5 separate regions of the Mus musculus genome follow, and all the other regions are linked to region 4. A link is a contact called in public Micro-C and promoter capture Hi-C data. All regions are on one chromosome and are shown on one strand. The core of a region is the stretch at or near the end of the contact, and the rest is flanking DNA. Distances in the headings are between cores, read along the strand shown. Region 1 overlaps Hpse2 (heparanase 2). Region 2 holds the start of Chuk (conserved helix-loop-helix ubiquitous kinase). Region 3 holds the start of Erlin1 (ER lipid raft associated 1). Region 4 holds the start of Got1 (glutamic-oxaloacetic transaminase 1, soluble). Region 5 holds the start of Scd2 (stearoyl-Coenzyme A desaturase 2).

Evidence for each region. Promoter capture Hi-C pulls out the DNA fragments that hold promoters and counts their contacts. A called contact is a pair of places that touch in the nucleus more often than the background predicts.
Region 1: a promoter capture Hi-C map of hippocampal neurons shows a contact between it and region 4, with 8 times the contacts expected there. The contact joins the enhancer-like site here to the promoter of Got1 in region 4. A contact is called at or near these places in 18 of 39 promoter capture datasets (the 3T3-L1 cell line, 3T3-L1-derived adipocytes, the C10 cell line and 12 more), 7 of 484 Hi-C or Micro-C datasets (the 3T3-L1 cell line, B cells, CD4 T cells and 4 more), 12 of 115 datasets of contacts at active chromatin or transcription factors (bone marrow-derived dendritic cells, cardiomyocytes, differentiating embryonic stem cells and 7 more) and 1 of 9 other capture datasets (embryonic stem cells).
Region 2: a contact with region 4 is called in a promoter capture Hi-C map of pre-B cells, with 2.4 times the contacts expected there. The contact joins the promoter of Chuk here to the promoter of Got1 in region 4. A contact is called at or near these places in 5 of 39 promoter capture datasets (3T3-L1-derived adipocytes, cranial neural crest, hippocampal neurons and 2 more), 1 of 484 Hi-C or Micro-C datasets (CD8 T cells) and 1 of 115 datasets of contacts at active chromatin or transcription factors (memory CD8 T cells).
Region 3: a promoter capture Hi-C map of embryonic stem cells shows a contact between it and region 4, with 2.6 times the contacts expected there. The contact joins the promoter of Erlin1 here to the promoter of Got1 in region 4. A contact is called at or near these places in 1 of 39 promoter capture datasets (embryonic stem cells) and 1 of 115 datasets of contacts at active chromatin or transcription factors (bone marrow-derived macrophages).
Region 5: a Micro-C map of embryonic stem cells shows a contact between it and region 4, with 4 times the contacts expected there. The contact joins the promoter of Scd2 here to the promoter of Got1 in region 4. A contact is called at or near these places in 2 of 484 Hi-C or Micro-C datasets (CD4 T cells and embryonic stem cells) and 3 of 115 datasets of contacts at active chromatin or transcription factors (memory CD8 T cells, pancreatic cancer cells and thymic regulatory T cells).

What each region holds. Positions count from the first base shown.
Region 1 is chr19:42,794,151-42,796,850 of GRCm38.p6, reverse strand. The region is part of intron 11 of Hpse2 (heparanase 2); the gene reads left to right. Among named protein-coding and RNA genes, the nearest start is that of Hps1, 16 kb to the right of the region's middle. Within about 2 kb of position 1,415, at least 57 of the 459 cell types and tissues checked have an H3K27ac peak or open chromatin away from gene starts, as enhancers often do. A contact at or near this core is called in the N1E-115 cell line, differentiating embryonic stem cells, embryonic limb bud and 1 more, where this site is marked.
Region 2 is chr19:44,106,087-44,108,786 of GRCm38.p6, reverse strand. It overlaps Chuk (conserved helix-loop-helix ubiquitous kinase), which reads left to right and starts at 1,310. Exons shown (of 21, transcript NM_007700.2): 1 at 1,310-1,499. The coding sequence starts at 1,395. It overlaps Cwf19l1 (CWF19-like 1, cell cycle control (S. pombe)), which reads left to right. Exons shown (of 14, transcript NM_001081077.1): 14 at 1-150.
Region 3 is chr19:44,068,513-44,071,212 of GRCm38.p6, reverse strand. Erlin1 (ER lipid raft associated 1) reads left to right here and starts at 1,428. Exons shown (of 12, transcript NM_001164360.1): 1 at 1,428-1,522; 2 at 1,818-1,941. The coding sequence starts at 1,829.
Region 4 is chr19:43,523,158-43,525,857 of GRCm38.p6, reverse strand. Got1 (glutamic-oxaloacetic transaminase 1, soluble) reads left to right here and starts at 1,253. Exons shown (of 9, transcript NM_010324.2): 1 at 1,253-1,520. The coding sequence starts at 1,403.
Region 5 is chr19:44,292,348-44,295,047 of GRCm38.p6, reverse strand. It overlaps Scd2 (stearoyl-Coenzyme A desaturase 2), which reads right to left and starts at 1,372. Exons shown (of 6, transcript NM_009128.2): 1 at 637-1,372; 2 at 1-144. The coding sequence starts at 660.

The DNA of each region.
Region 1 (2,700 bases), core at 166-2,665, 730 kb after region 4:
GGCCATTTGAGGCTGCAAGATAAGCTTACAGAGGTTTGGAAGTACACAAGTTCAAGGCTCATTTTGCCCTGGAGGTGGCAAATCTCACAAAGGACTAGAATATGGGACGCCTGTGGGGTGAGGAGAAAGGCCACAAAGATACACTAGCACTAGACCACAGAAACTGTTGAAATCCGGGCTAAATTTGATTTTCCTTCGATTTGTGTTTTTCTATATAATGTGTTTATTACAGTGTGTTTGGCCACACATTTGCATGCTCTAGTGACTTTTTTGGCTTGGTGGGCAAAGCCTAAGTCTGTTGTAATTAACTTTACATCACAGCGAACCATGCAGATATGAGTAATTCCCCTTAATTACCACTTGGTGACTGTGGCAACTGCTCTTTACAATGAGAATAAGACACAGTTAGCTGTGGAGTCATGGCGCTGTAGTTTCTGTTTCTGGTTTCAATTGTGTCCTGTGGTTTGAGTGTGATATGCCTATGACATGGAGCTTTGAGATGGTTGCAGGATTAAATTTTCTTTTAAAACTGCCCCCCAGATGAGTCTCTCACCAGGTGGAAGTCAGCAATATCAGTAAAAATCTAGGTTCCTTAGCTGGGTGCTCATCTTGTCTGCCATGTGTGCTAAGTTATTTTAAGGCATTGGATGCACATGGTGGAATCCGGTTGTGCAGATTTAGATGGGACACCATTCAAATCATGCCCCCCCCAATCTGCTACATACAGAAAAAGTCCATCTATATCCCTGGCACTGAACCTGTGAGCTTCCCCTGTGCCACGTGAAACAGTGCTAGTAGGCATTTGGAAAAGCTAGATCAAAGCCGTTCAGACCCTCGGTGTGCCCTTCATGGGCAGGATGCAGAGTTGGATGAGCTTCAAGCAGTAAAGCTTCACCCCAGAGGATTGAGGGGAACGGGACGGGACGTTTTCTTCCCAGTCTTTCCTGTCTCTTCTGGTCTCCTCTCTGTAGCAGCCCAGCCAGTCCCGTTCCTGAACTGCTGTGGGAGGAAAAAGCCAGACAGCTAAGTACGAACTACTGAGGATGAAGAAAGGAAGGGAGCCTAGGGAAGGAAGCGTTAGGTCGCAATTGAAAAAAAGATCATTGAGAAATAGGAGCGCTCCGAGGGGATCCAGAGCCTTGCCTGAATCAAAAGAATCATAAGAAAACTCATGAAGCCTTGGCCACCATCACCGATGCATCGGCATTACTCAGGGCCATGTGAAAGGAATTTCCTTTCCTCTGCCTCTCCTAGAGCAGAAGGGACGCAAACCCACGGTCCTGAAACCTGGCTGGGCCCCTCCGACTCTAACCTGGGCCTGACCTGGAGGAGGGCAGGGCAGCTGCACACACCAGTTTCCCAGCCCAGCTCAGGAAGCTGCACTAACAGGTGCGGCCGGGGGCGGCGGGGGACCCAGAACCCGGGAGAGCCTGGCGCCGGGGCCAGCGACTCCGCACCTGCGGCGGGATCCCCCTAGGCAATCCGGCTGGGAAGCTCTCACCGCCCAGGAACTGCATCCCTGCTTCGCGCTCTTCCTTAAAATTGGGCCCCACTCCAGACGGAGCCCCTGCCAAGGGGGCCACAGTGCAGTTTGGGTTTGGGTTTGATTGATACTAAGATTTGTTTCTTTGACACACTAAGCGCTAGGTACACCTCCCGGCCTTGGGGAGATGGGGTGAGGACAGCAGGGACTAGAGGACTAGTTCGGCTTCCTGGGAGCAACCCTGCAGTCTGACGCTCCCCTCGCTGTTGTATAGAACAAGAGTGCCCCCTAGTGGCCGAAAATTAGCGTCGGGCTAGGAGAGAGCAACTGTGCACATTAACACATAAAATTCTTATTTGTTCTGTCTCCTGACCCTACTCCTCTCTTGCTGTCAGTCGCATTATTTACAATCTAGAAGCCTACGGGAAGTGACCGGAAACCTATCTAGACCGACACGTTTAATGTCTGAAATCTAGACAGAATTCAGCTTCTGGACTTGCGGTCTGTTGTCCCCCCTTCTCAATTGTAGTTCTGACTTTAATGTTTCTTGTAATATAAGCTGTATCAGATGTGGATAGATAAGAGAATAAAGAACGTGATGGTCATCAGCCCTCCTATCAGGGGTGAGGACAAGCAGACAGAATTTTACAATCCAAGTCCAGGCCCAAGAAGTGCAAGGAATTATGGGACACTTTCGAGGGGCACTTGTACATGATATAAAGAACAAGCAAGACCATCAAGAAAAGAGTCAGGGGCTGGAGAGAGAATTCAGCAGTTAAGAACAGGTTCTGTTCTTGCAGAGGACCCAGTTTGATTCCCAGCACGCACGCTGAGTAGTTTCCAATCTCCTGTAGCCCTGGCTCCGGGGACTCCAATGCCCTCTTCTGGCCTCCATAGGGGCTGCATTAGTGTGTAAATATCACCCCCTCCATGCACGCAAAAATTGAAAATCAGTCTTTAAAGAAGACACAGCAGCATGTGGAGGAAGTTCCAGACAATGGAAACAGCAAAGACAGAAGAGCCCTGAGATTAGAAAAACTAACCAGAGAAGTTGCAGCACAGGGCGAAGGAAGTGGTAGACAGGGACTAGAAAGGGCGGAAGTTAGAATGAGCCTCTAAGGAGCTGGAGGTGTTGATAAAAGGGCGGGCTTCGGGGAATGCAGATGATGTTCTAGAAGCCAGTGAACGTTTAGACAGGTGAATGGCACGCTCAGATT
Region 2 (2,700 bases), core at 61-2,560, 580 kb before region 4:
AAATTAAAAGGCCAGGTCTTTAATCTTAGCATTCTGCAGGCAGACCAGTGAGTTTTAAGGCCAGCCTGGTCTACATAATGAGTTCCAAGTCAAACAGGGCTATAGCAATAAACCTTGAGTTGCATTTTAATTATAGAATATTTAAAAAGCAAACTCACTGTAGAAACCAGTTTGAGTAATTTAGACAGAATTATCTTGGCTGGAGTTTTCAGCATCCCTCGAGTACAAATTATGAAACTGCATCCCACCTGTCACTCCTGGCTCTACCATACACAGCAAATGAGGTTTCATCCTGTTACATGACCGTCTCCTCTGCTCTAAAGATGCTCTCTCAGAGCCTCATTTCTATTACCTTCAAGTTTAATATTCCAATTCCATGAAAGATATGAAAATAATAGAAACCAGTTTATCGAATACCACTCACTATTAGTGACCCACAACATCGAATTGCATGCTGACGTTGAGAATTTGATTTTATGCTGACTCTTACACTTTTGAGTTATTAGCATCGCTAGCTTCAGCCCGGTACAAGCTTGTAATCCCAGTCTTGGAAAGACGGAGAAATACGTTCTAGTCCAGGCTGGACTGTATTGAGATCCTGTCTCAGAACAGGACACCTAGAGTCCATGAAGTGGATAACCCACTCAAATGGCTAGGTGGGTTGGCTTTCCCTGTGCAGCCCACCACTCAGAAGTATGCCTCTCTGGACCGAGAGCTCCTCCAGGCTTGTCTTTATAGCCCTGTGGTGCACCTCAGAAACAATTCCAACTCAAGTCGGAGAGAACAAGGCTGATAAACAGTAAGGTCGGTAGGGAGACTCACGAAGTCGCGAAGAAGAGTTTTCACTCTGGAATAAGTCACATCCTTGGTTGGTTTGGGATTATGGAGAGATTCTGATTTACAAGGCTAATGAATCAACAGGGCGGTTAGCGCAGTTTTCTTTAATACTTATGGTGGCCTTAACCGGTGCCGACCGGCGAGTGTGGTAGGATTCGAGGGGCAGAGGGCAGGGCTCTCAAAAAGATGAAATGTGAATGAGGTAGGGACAATGTGGATTTTAGAGTTTGGAGAGAGATCTATTTTAAATAAAAACACGTTGTATGAAACCTTCAAAGAACTAATTAAAAAATATCTATACAAACAAAAATAAAATAAATAGGAACCGCACGCACGATGGTCCTCGCAGGTTGGAAGTTGCCCAGGGCAAGCCGCTGGTGCCCAGTTTCCGGCAGCACCAATCCCAGGGTGATTCCAGGAGCTCGGGGCGGGACTCTGCATGCGGAAGCTAGCGGAAGTGACGCAGTCTCGCGAGACGGAGGACTCCGCAAGCCTCGGCGGCCCGGAACCGGCCTTAGACCGGCGGCGTTGCCTGAGGCGGCTGGCGCTCCCGCCCCATGGAGCGGCCCCCGGGGCTGCGGCCGGGCGCGGGCGGCCCCTGGGAGATGCGGGAACGGCTTGGCACCGGCGGTTTCGGGAACGTCAGTCTGTACCAGCACCGGGTGAGGCGGGGGGCGGGAGCCGTGGCGCGGGCTCTGTCTGGGCGTCCCTGGGACCCGAGCTGTCAGTCAAGGTGGGAGGAGTGGTGGTCGCGACCCTGGACGGGGCTGGGGGCTGGGGCAGTGAGCGAGGGCGAGCGATGGAGCATCCTGCGCTTGTGAGCCTGGGTGGCCGCGGTCCAGGTGTGTCGGAGGTCCCCGGGCAGTGAGTGACAGGCAGCTGTTGCAGCTGTGTGTGGTGATGAGGAGTCTGTACAAAGTCGAGTGCCGATGCGTGTTGTGTGTTTTGTGTATGTGTGTTGTGTGTGTCTCCGTGTGCCTGCTCACACTCCCTCGGGAGCGAGCGGTGTGATCCACTGGAGACTGGACTAGACGAGAAACCTTACGGGTGTGTCCAGAGTTGACCCTTGGGAAACATTGACAGACTTTGGAATTGGAGCGTTTCAGGTAAAAACCAGGGTGAGGGTAAGATGATGAAATCGATCCTTGCTTCGGAGGAAAGAAAATAGAGGGGTTTGTTCTGCAGAAGACAGCTAAGATCAGGCTCAGGAAATTTGTTTTGATTTATCGAAGAACATGTAACCGTTACAACAGCAGTTATTCCTGTCCTTAAAAGGTTTTCAAACTAACAGTCACTTTTCTTACTTTAACGTGTTGTTGTTAATGTTCGGGGTGGAACACAGGACCTTGCACATGCTAGGCAAATGGTCTACCGTTGGGTTACAGCCTCAGCCCTAGTTAATCATGTTTGAGTTGTGGGTCTTTTGAAAAGTCAGTAAAACGCATCTTTTCTCCGGAAAAAAAAATCATATCAATACAAGCCAGTGCATTATTAGTGAGGGTTTTGCTTTCCTGAAGGGTGTAAGGAATAGATCTTGAACACCAATCATTGTAGTATAGGATTTGTTGACTGTAAAATATTTAGAAGAATATACATACATTCTGGGCCTGCTTGAGAGTTGAGTCAGATGGTAACAGAGACGTTAGGAAGTACAAGATAGGTACTGTAATTCCGCTGATAGCTCTCCACTGTCAAGTTATGGCAACCCTCATTACTTGGACTTTTATAAAAGGAGCAGTAAGATAAAAATGGTGTTCTGGAACATCATATATGAGGAATACGTTTTAATTAGAAAAACAGTAAGCCAATTACAGGACATGAAATGATTTAGTTGATTGCTATATCAGGCGCTGATGGTACCCA
Region 3 (2,700 bases), core at 179-2,678, 550 kb before region 4:
AAGGTCCCATACATTCCGTGGTAATAAAAATCAAATGCACGATACAGGTTAGTGCATGTATTGAAGGGGTGTGGCTAGATTTGCTCTTACAAAGGCCTGAATTGATTCTCTTGCCTGTCATTCTCTTTGTTACTAGCATCATACATAACCTTGTATTTGCTGTTGTATATCCGTTTCCCAGTTTCCTGTCTGTCTTCACTCTCAGCCAGTTACAGATACAATGCCCCAAAAGCACTGCTTTCTGGTATTTTCCTGCACAGGAGTTTGGTAATCCTTCCAACCTTGTTAACCTTTTCTAGTTGTCTCTGCCCTTAGTGAAATAGAATGCCCTTATTTCCCATGTGTCCCTATATCTCTAAACTCTACCCTTTCCTTTTAGTTTTTGTTTTGTAATACATGCACATGGTGTGGGTTTATTCCCTAAACCTTTTATGATTATTAATTATTGTGTGTGTTGGTGTGTGGTGTGGGGCATGGACCTTTATGTGTGGAGATCAGAGGACAACTTGTGGAGTCAGTTCTCTGCTTTTCACTTCTGTGTGAGGTCTAGGGTGAAAATGAAGTCCTCAGGAGTTCACAAACTCCTCTACCCACTGAGCTATCTCACCAGGTCCACGTGGTATAGAATGTTAAAATACAGTGAAAAAAAAAAAAGGTCGATTCCCAGCACCGATGTGGCAGTTCACAACAGCCTTTAACTCTGGTTCCACGGGATTCAATGCCCTCTTGTGACTGCTGAGGGCACCAGGCACACAGATAGTGACTGACATGCATGCAGGCCTAACAGCCATAAATGAAGTCACTGTCTTCTTGTCATACATTTTCTCTATCAGCAGAAAAATGGATCCTAGACTTTGTAAATCTGGTTCTAGCCTATCTTGCCATACAACTCCTTTCAACCTTATCGCCGTCATGAAAACTCAAGCGTTCACTACTCATTTTGGCCTACAAGACAATCCCGACCTCCACATTCAACATACATATATCATTCTGATCCTGTTTCTGGGTGGCTTTCAGAAAGCACTCTGGTGTAGCATTCTGGCACAAAATAAATATTCAGGCCAAGTCTGAATGGTTAATTCTGGTTGAATAGCTTCCTCTTCTGAACTCGAACCCCTGATTCCTTGAGACTGGTCTGGTAGTTTCCCTAGTGCAGGGTGTGTACCTGGAGAATGTGCTTGCCAGTTGGACTAGGGACGAACCACAAAAGGATGCAGGAACAACTCCTACACTGAGGGGCTGGTCCTGTGCACTAGCATGCCTCAACCAGCGTCTGTCCGAGTGACCCACCCCAGGAGACTTGGTCCTCGTCTGGGCACTTAGAATCACTACACTGTGCGCGCACCCGGGGCCAATTTTGTCCCGCCCGCGCACCGTCTCGCGAGTCGCGGGCGGGGGCTGCGTCGCCTGCGTCCCCGCGCAGCCGCAGTACCGGGCAGGTGGGCGGGGCCGGCTGTTGGCAGCAGTTGGCGGGGCCGGGTGGCGGCTGCACGTGCGGGCGGGGGCGATGCGTCACTGACCGGTGAGGCGAGGCTCGGGGGTCGCGGTCCTCCGAGTGCCTGCGATCAAGGCCGCCCTCAGTCGGGACCTAACGCTTGGGGAGTCGGGGAAGAGGTGTCACGACGTACGCCGAGCCGGGGGCACCCGCGCAGGGGGTTGGCGAGGGGAGCGCTTAGCTGAGAGAGAGAGAGAGAGAGCCCGGGGCCGGAGCGCGGGGCTTCCCGCCTCAGCCGCCCGCGACCGTACGCGGGCTCTTCCCTGGGTGGGGACTGGCCTGTCACTCAACGGACTGAGGTTCCTCTTCTCCCCATGCTCAGGAGGAACAAGGATGAATATGACTCAAGCCCGGCTTCTGGTGGCTGCAGTGGTGGGGTTGGTGGCGATCCTCCTGTACGCCTCCATCCACAAGATCGAAGAGGGACACTTGGCCGTGTACTACAGGTGAGCGCCGCCCTGTGCAGCCCGCGATGGTTCTAGAAGCACAGTGGAAGGGTCCAATGGGTCACAGCGAAGTCTGGGAAGTTGCTCTTTTCCGCGGCGTCAGGGGAGCTGCTTCCAGCCCTGCCTGGGAAGTGGTTTCATCCCAGCTGCCGGGAGTTAACCTTTGGCGGGGCACTTTTCCGTTGTCGGGGCAGTTTAGTGCCAAGTTCGTTCTGTACAGAATTGAAGACACCTTAGGGGGCACGGAAGTAGTCACTGCAACCGAGATGACTTCTCATAGTCCGCACAACTGCACAGGTGTTTAGTTTGCCGCTGTGGATTTTTTCCGGATCTCTGTCTTACATAAAGACAGTTCTCCCCAACACTAAGTTGGGTTTTTTCTTCTTCATTAAAAAATCTCCCATTGTCTGGTTATGTCCCCCAAAGTCTTCATGACCAGAGCAATGTCATATATCCCTAAAGGCCAAGAGACAAAAACCACATTTGCAGGCCACTTTTCTCACTTTTTTTTTTTCAAGTCAAGGTGAAAAAGAGTGTGGACTCAGTTGCCATCCACCTGATTTGGCATAAATCAAGTCTAACTTCCCACCAGGTCCTCGTGGTATAAGCTGGGAAGAGAAGCCAGTTTGTGGACAACTTGGGATAGTGGTTTATTCTGAAACAAGCAGATTTTTGAATATTTCCATCATGCCCCCTAAACTGGTATTTCTACTTTTAGATCAGTCCAGAATCCTAGAAAATACATACTTTTGGTGGTAT
Region 4 (2,700 bases), core at 4-2,503:
GATGCTGTTTTCTCGCAAAATACCAAGGAATTGGCGCCTTCCAGCATTGGGTGAATATGTAGTGGAAGAAACGGAGGGAGGTTTGCCAGATCCCAGGCAAAGCATCATGCCATCTAGGAGGGGGTGTGGACCCTGCGCCATAACAAAGCTAGTATTTAGAGAGCACTTACTGTATGCAACTAAACACTTTATGTGTCTTAACTCACCTAATCCCCACAACAACCTGGAGGAAAACACTATTATCTCCATCTTACAGAGCAGGAACAGGCCTGCCCAAGTAGGTCAGAGTCAGCCGGCATCTAAACCTAACTTGCCTGGCTCCAGAGTTAGGTTCCTACTCATCAGGAGGCTTTCTAAACTTGTAACGTCGACAACAAAACGCCCAAGTACAGGAAAGAGAGATGTCTAACCAAACAGCGTGTTAAGAGGTTTTATGGATGGCTGACAGATGTGAAATCTTCAAGGTCAACAGGTGGAGAAAGGATCTGGACAGAAATAGACTCTCAGGGGAAGGAGCAGCCTGACCTGACAGAAAGAAGCAGCAGTTTGGGTGTGTGCCAATCGATGATGACAGCACGCGTGGGAGGAATGCTGCAGAGAGAGGCTTCGCTAGATCCTTCAAGGTCCTTTAGGGCTAGGCTTTCCCGGCCCCGGTTATCTACCGGGGCTGGGGGTTGGTGTTAAAATTCTCAAGCTAGTATGTGCTCATCCCTTACTTTCTGCAGGGTCTCCCCTGCCAGCGATCAAGGAAGACAACACATCCAGGTTTCTTTCTGGGGAAGCACTGAGTGGAGACAGTCAAGGTCACCCACGATTGGGTACAGTGTGTCCAAGCGGACCACTAGAGTCCTGTGCCAGACACTTGGCTGTCAGCCGGGCCTGGCCAACGCAGGAACGTGCGCACCGCCGGAGCCTGGCGGCGACAGTCACCTGCTCAGCGGGTACAGAAAGACCTGTTCTCTGCTTTCCCCACGGGCGGGCCACCGCCCCAGGTCTCCAGGCCCCAGAAGGTCAGGAGGTTGTCCTCTGGGGACTCCCGCCACCCGCACCATCCTCATCACCCCAAGGAATAAAAGCCTCAGCGATTGGAACACGCTACGCCAATCATCCTAGCCTCTGCCCACACCTCCTCCGGTGTACATTGCATTGGTTGCATCATACAAGCCTCCGATAAGATCCTCTTCTCGAATTGGCTAGTAGAGGCTTGCCCCGCCTAACCCTTCTTAGTCGGAAGGTTGTGATTGGTTAAGCGCGTTGCCAAGCTCCGGACGCGGCTCGACCATTGGAAGCCGCGGGCTGCCCCGCCCGCCGGCGAAGGTGAGAGTCTCCTCCAGTCACCGGACCCCGCACCGCACAGAGCTGCTCCCGGCTCGTTCTCGAGGTCTCGGCACATTCTGTCGCGATGGCGCCTCCATCAGTCTTTGCCCAGGTTCCGCAAGCTCCTCCGGTTCTGGTCTTTAAGCTCACTGCGGACTTCCGGGATGATCCAGATCCCCGCAAGGTTAACCTCGGCGTGGGAGGTAAGGATGCAGTGCCTTGGAATGCGAGCAGCCTGGGGGGAGGTGGGCGTAGGAGGAGCTGAGATTTAGTTTGTGTCTCCCTGAGAGGAGCCCGAGGAGAGAAGGTTGGGACCACGAGGACATCACCAACCTACCCATTTTGCAGATGGCGATACAGAGTCCTTGGAAAGAGGGGGTGTTCAAGGTCACGCAGAACAGGTGTAACATCTGGGACACAAATGTTGTTTTTGTTTCTCCACCCAGTGTTCTTTATAGTACTTGTTCTAAAGCAACGATGGGGATGGTAAGGAGAGAGAAGTATGGTAGCTTTAGCGTCTCGTGGTCAACTGGAACTGGGAATGAAAGAGCTGTTAGCCTAATGGAGCTGTAGTCCGGGTTGAGCGAGTAGCAGACGCCACTTAGGAAGCCTGTTAACCCACATGGGGAAGATGTAGGTTTGGTTTATTCTCAGAGTGGAGCAGATGAGGCGAAGCCCATGCATCTCAGGCCACACACATCTGGGTCTTCATTTCTTGATCATTTGCCTTGAACCAAGTTAGCCTTCTGCCAAGGTCGTTTGTGTTGTAGTTTCTAAAGCCCTTTAACTCGAGCCTCCGGCGACTTCGTCATCACTGTTTGGATGTTTGAAGCTCTACAGAGCTTGGTGTGCATTTGGCCACGTGCAGAGGCCAGCCGAGGAGAGAAGAGTGAGCAGACTGATGCTCTCAGCAGGGAACCAACCGGAACTGAAAGCGCTAGAAGGTTAGAAAGAAGAAATGGAGTTGTTTTGAAGCAGAGGGTGACGTTAAGGGGATTCAGAATCTAGGTTCTTAGAGAGGATGTGCAAATATAGCCCTAGTGTCTCTGTCTCTCTGTCTCTGTCTCTCTCTCGCTCGCTGGCTCTCTTTCATCTAGGTTCTTAGAGAGGATGTGCAAATATAGCCCTAGTGTCTCTGTCTCTCTGTCTCTGTCTCTCTCTCTCTCGCTCGCTCGCTCGCTCGCTCTCTTTCATCTAGGTTCTTAGAGAGGATGTGCAAATATAGCCCTAGTGTCTCTGTCTCTCTGTCTCTGTCTCTCTCTCTCTCTCTCGCTCTCTTTCATCTAGGTTCTTAGAGAGGATGTGCAAATATAGCCCTAGTGTCTCTGTCTCTCTGTCTCTCTGTCTCTCTCTCTCTCTCTCTCTCGCTCGCTCGCTCTCTTT
Region 5 (2,700 bases), core at 123-2,622, 770 kb before region 4:
GGGGTCATATAGATCATCTTTTAGTTCAGGGCGAACATCTGCTCCCCAGTGGTGAGAACTCTTTTCAAACTTCTCGCCTCCATTCTGCTGTCCCCCAGAAGGTGGCGCTGTGATTGTGGTGGTGGCTGAGTAAGCGCCAGAGATCTGCAATGAGAGGGGGTGGAGAATTAGGGACTGCAGACGCGTGGGGGCAGCAGGGGTTACTTTCCCTCTAATATAACTGCGGGAGAGATGCAATAACGGCCATACCCCAGTGCCAAGGTTGCATGACTGTAGAGCGCACCAATGGAACACGGAAATGTGCAGGCCATCGGGAATAAGCCTTATGATGAAGGGGCAGGAAAGGACGCTTTATTAGCAGCACCCTTAGCAACTCACAAAGGAAAATCTGCGCATATCGAAAAGAGGTCAGGTTTTACTTTAAGAAACACAAGTTGGGACAATCAACTGTACTGAGTAAAAATCCGGTTATCACCCGGTCCAGAAACAATCTATCAAGGTTGAGCAATTCGGAAATGATGGCTAAATGCTCCCAGCTGCTCTGAACTCTCTCCAACCCTCAACAGCCACCCACCTAGAAGTCCAATCTGCAACCGCCAACCTGAGGAGGGGGTGGGGGGTGGGGTGTAAGCTCACCTCTTGCAGTATGTGGGCCGGCATCTTGGCGTCGGATGCTGGGGTCACGTTCCCAGGGATGAGAACGTGCAGCGAGCTTCAGACCTCAGCGACAAAGGGTGCTATGACTAAGTTTCTGCAGCCCGCTGCGCGGTACAAGCTCTGGGCCAGAGCTGGCAGTGGGGTATTAATGTCCTGTATATCCTTAGGTTCGTTATATTGATCAATGACCAGATAAAAAATCAAAAACTGGCTGGCCAGGGCAGCCGCGGGCGGAGATAAGGATAGAAAATGAGAGGACGCCAAAATCGCAGCTTGCAGCCACCGGTGTCCAGGAGTCAGAATACTGCAGACACCAACACCGCATTGTCCCATCCCTAGCCAAGCGGAGGGGGGCGATGCTAATGAGGCCTTCGTAAACTCTGGCTAGTCATTGGCCGATGGGAATTTGGTACCACCTCGTCCTGCTGCTCTCATTGGCTCTGCACAATCTGCTGTTCCCTCTGCCTCCAGCTCCGCCCCCCCCTCCTCCCTTCTTTTTCTGCTCCTGGCTTCTCACCCATCCCCCGCTGGTCCTCCACCCAGCCCCCACCCTGCCACGGGGGCGCTTCAGCGCTTTCTCTGGAAGAGAAGACCCAATCTAGCAGTGGGGGTTGGCTACCGGGGCAGGAAGACGCGGAGAGGTACATAAAGTGGGAAAGCCACTAGAGCGCCGACCACTTGCAACTCCATCCGGTCTTTGCATTTCCAGAGGCGCGTGGGAGGGGAAATGGCTACCACCAACAGAGAGCAAAGCTGAGAGGGGCCTCCCTCCCCAACAGGCGCCTCTGTAGTCCCTTTTGGAACAATGGCTCAGCCTTGCCCACCAGCTCCAGGATGCTTACCAGATAATAACTCGGAGCTCTGGTACTGTAATCAAGTTTTCATAGATCTGTGGCTTGCCCATTCACACTGGTCTGGGTCACCATGGTCACTGTGCACACTCCGAGAGCACAGCCAAGGTCAGTCAGCAGTATCTCAATCCCACCCCTCACCCCCCACTTCCCACCTCACGCCTTGCGAATACATGTGGCACCTTTAGGAGACTCTTTTGTTGAAAGTTTGCAGTTTGCTATCTGAAAACCGCCGAAAAGCATCTAGCCGAGGGAGCCTTATGTATGTGGAGTAGGAACAGAGAGTGGGTATTAAATTATTACTGCAAGGTTCTCTGTGACCGCTCAGTGGGTAGCCCTGTTCTTCCACTCTAAGCAGGAAGAAGGGGACATAGGGACATACGGAGATGGGATAAACTGTTCAGCCGGCAAGGGGAGGAGCTAGCTGTGCTGAAACGCTTTCAAGCCACTCCTCAGAGGACCCTATGACCCTTGAACCTTGGGTGCTCTGACCTAACACACCTCCCTCGCTGCCCCATCTTCTCTGGGGCCTGTGTTAACTCTTTCAAGAGATAGAACTTGTAGCCTATGCAGGCGGTGCATTCACAGAGTACCTTCTGTATCCAGGTCACCCCATTACTGTATCTCCCACCTCTAGGAAAAGGGGTTGATAGACATCTTGTCTTCTCAAGAAGAGAGATGCCAGGCATTTCCTGAGACCAAACCAGACCTCTTGCCTTCTGGTCTCAGGGGCTTGCCAACTCTCTGGCTTGTGACCAGACACCTCCATTGCAGGCCTGGCTCACTGACCATAGCCAAGAATGCTGAACAAGACCAGGTGTCCTCAGCAAATGGCTGGCGGAGGCTCAGAGGTACTGTGTGAAGTTATCTGGAGATGTCACTTCCCCCTGGGTTGTCTGCGTGATGTCTGATCTTTTACTAGCTGTGGGTTTGTCCTTTGTCCTTGGCTGTTAAAAACAAACTCCCTTAGACTGTGAGGCCTTTACAACAGATACTGGCTCCTCACGGTTCTGGGGGCTGGGTATCTATAGCAAAGCCCCAGCAGTTTGATTCTGCCAAGAATGGGCCTTTGATTCTTAGGTGGCCATCTCTGTGTTCAATGGGGAAGGGGTGAGCTTTGTCTCTGGGGTTTCTCTTTAAAAACAAACAAAAAGATTTAGTATTACTTGTAATTATACGGACATGTGTGTGT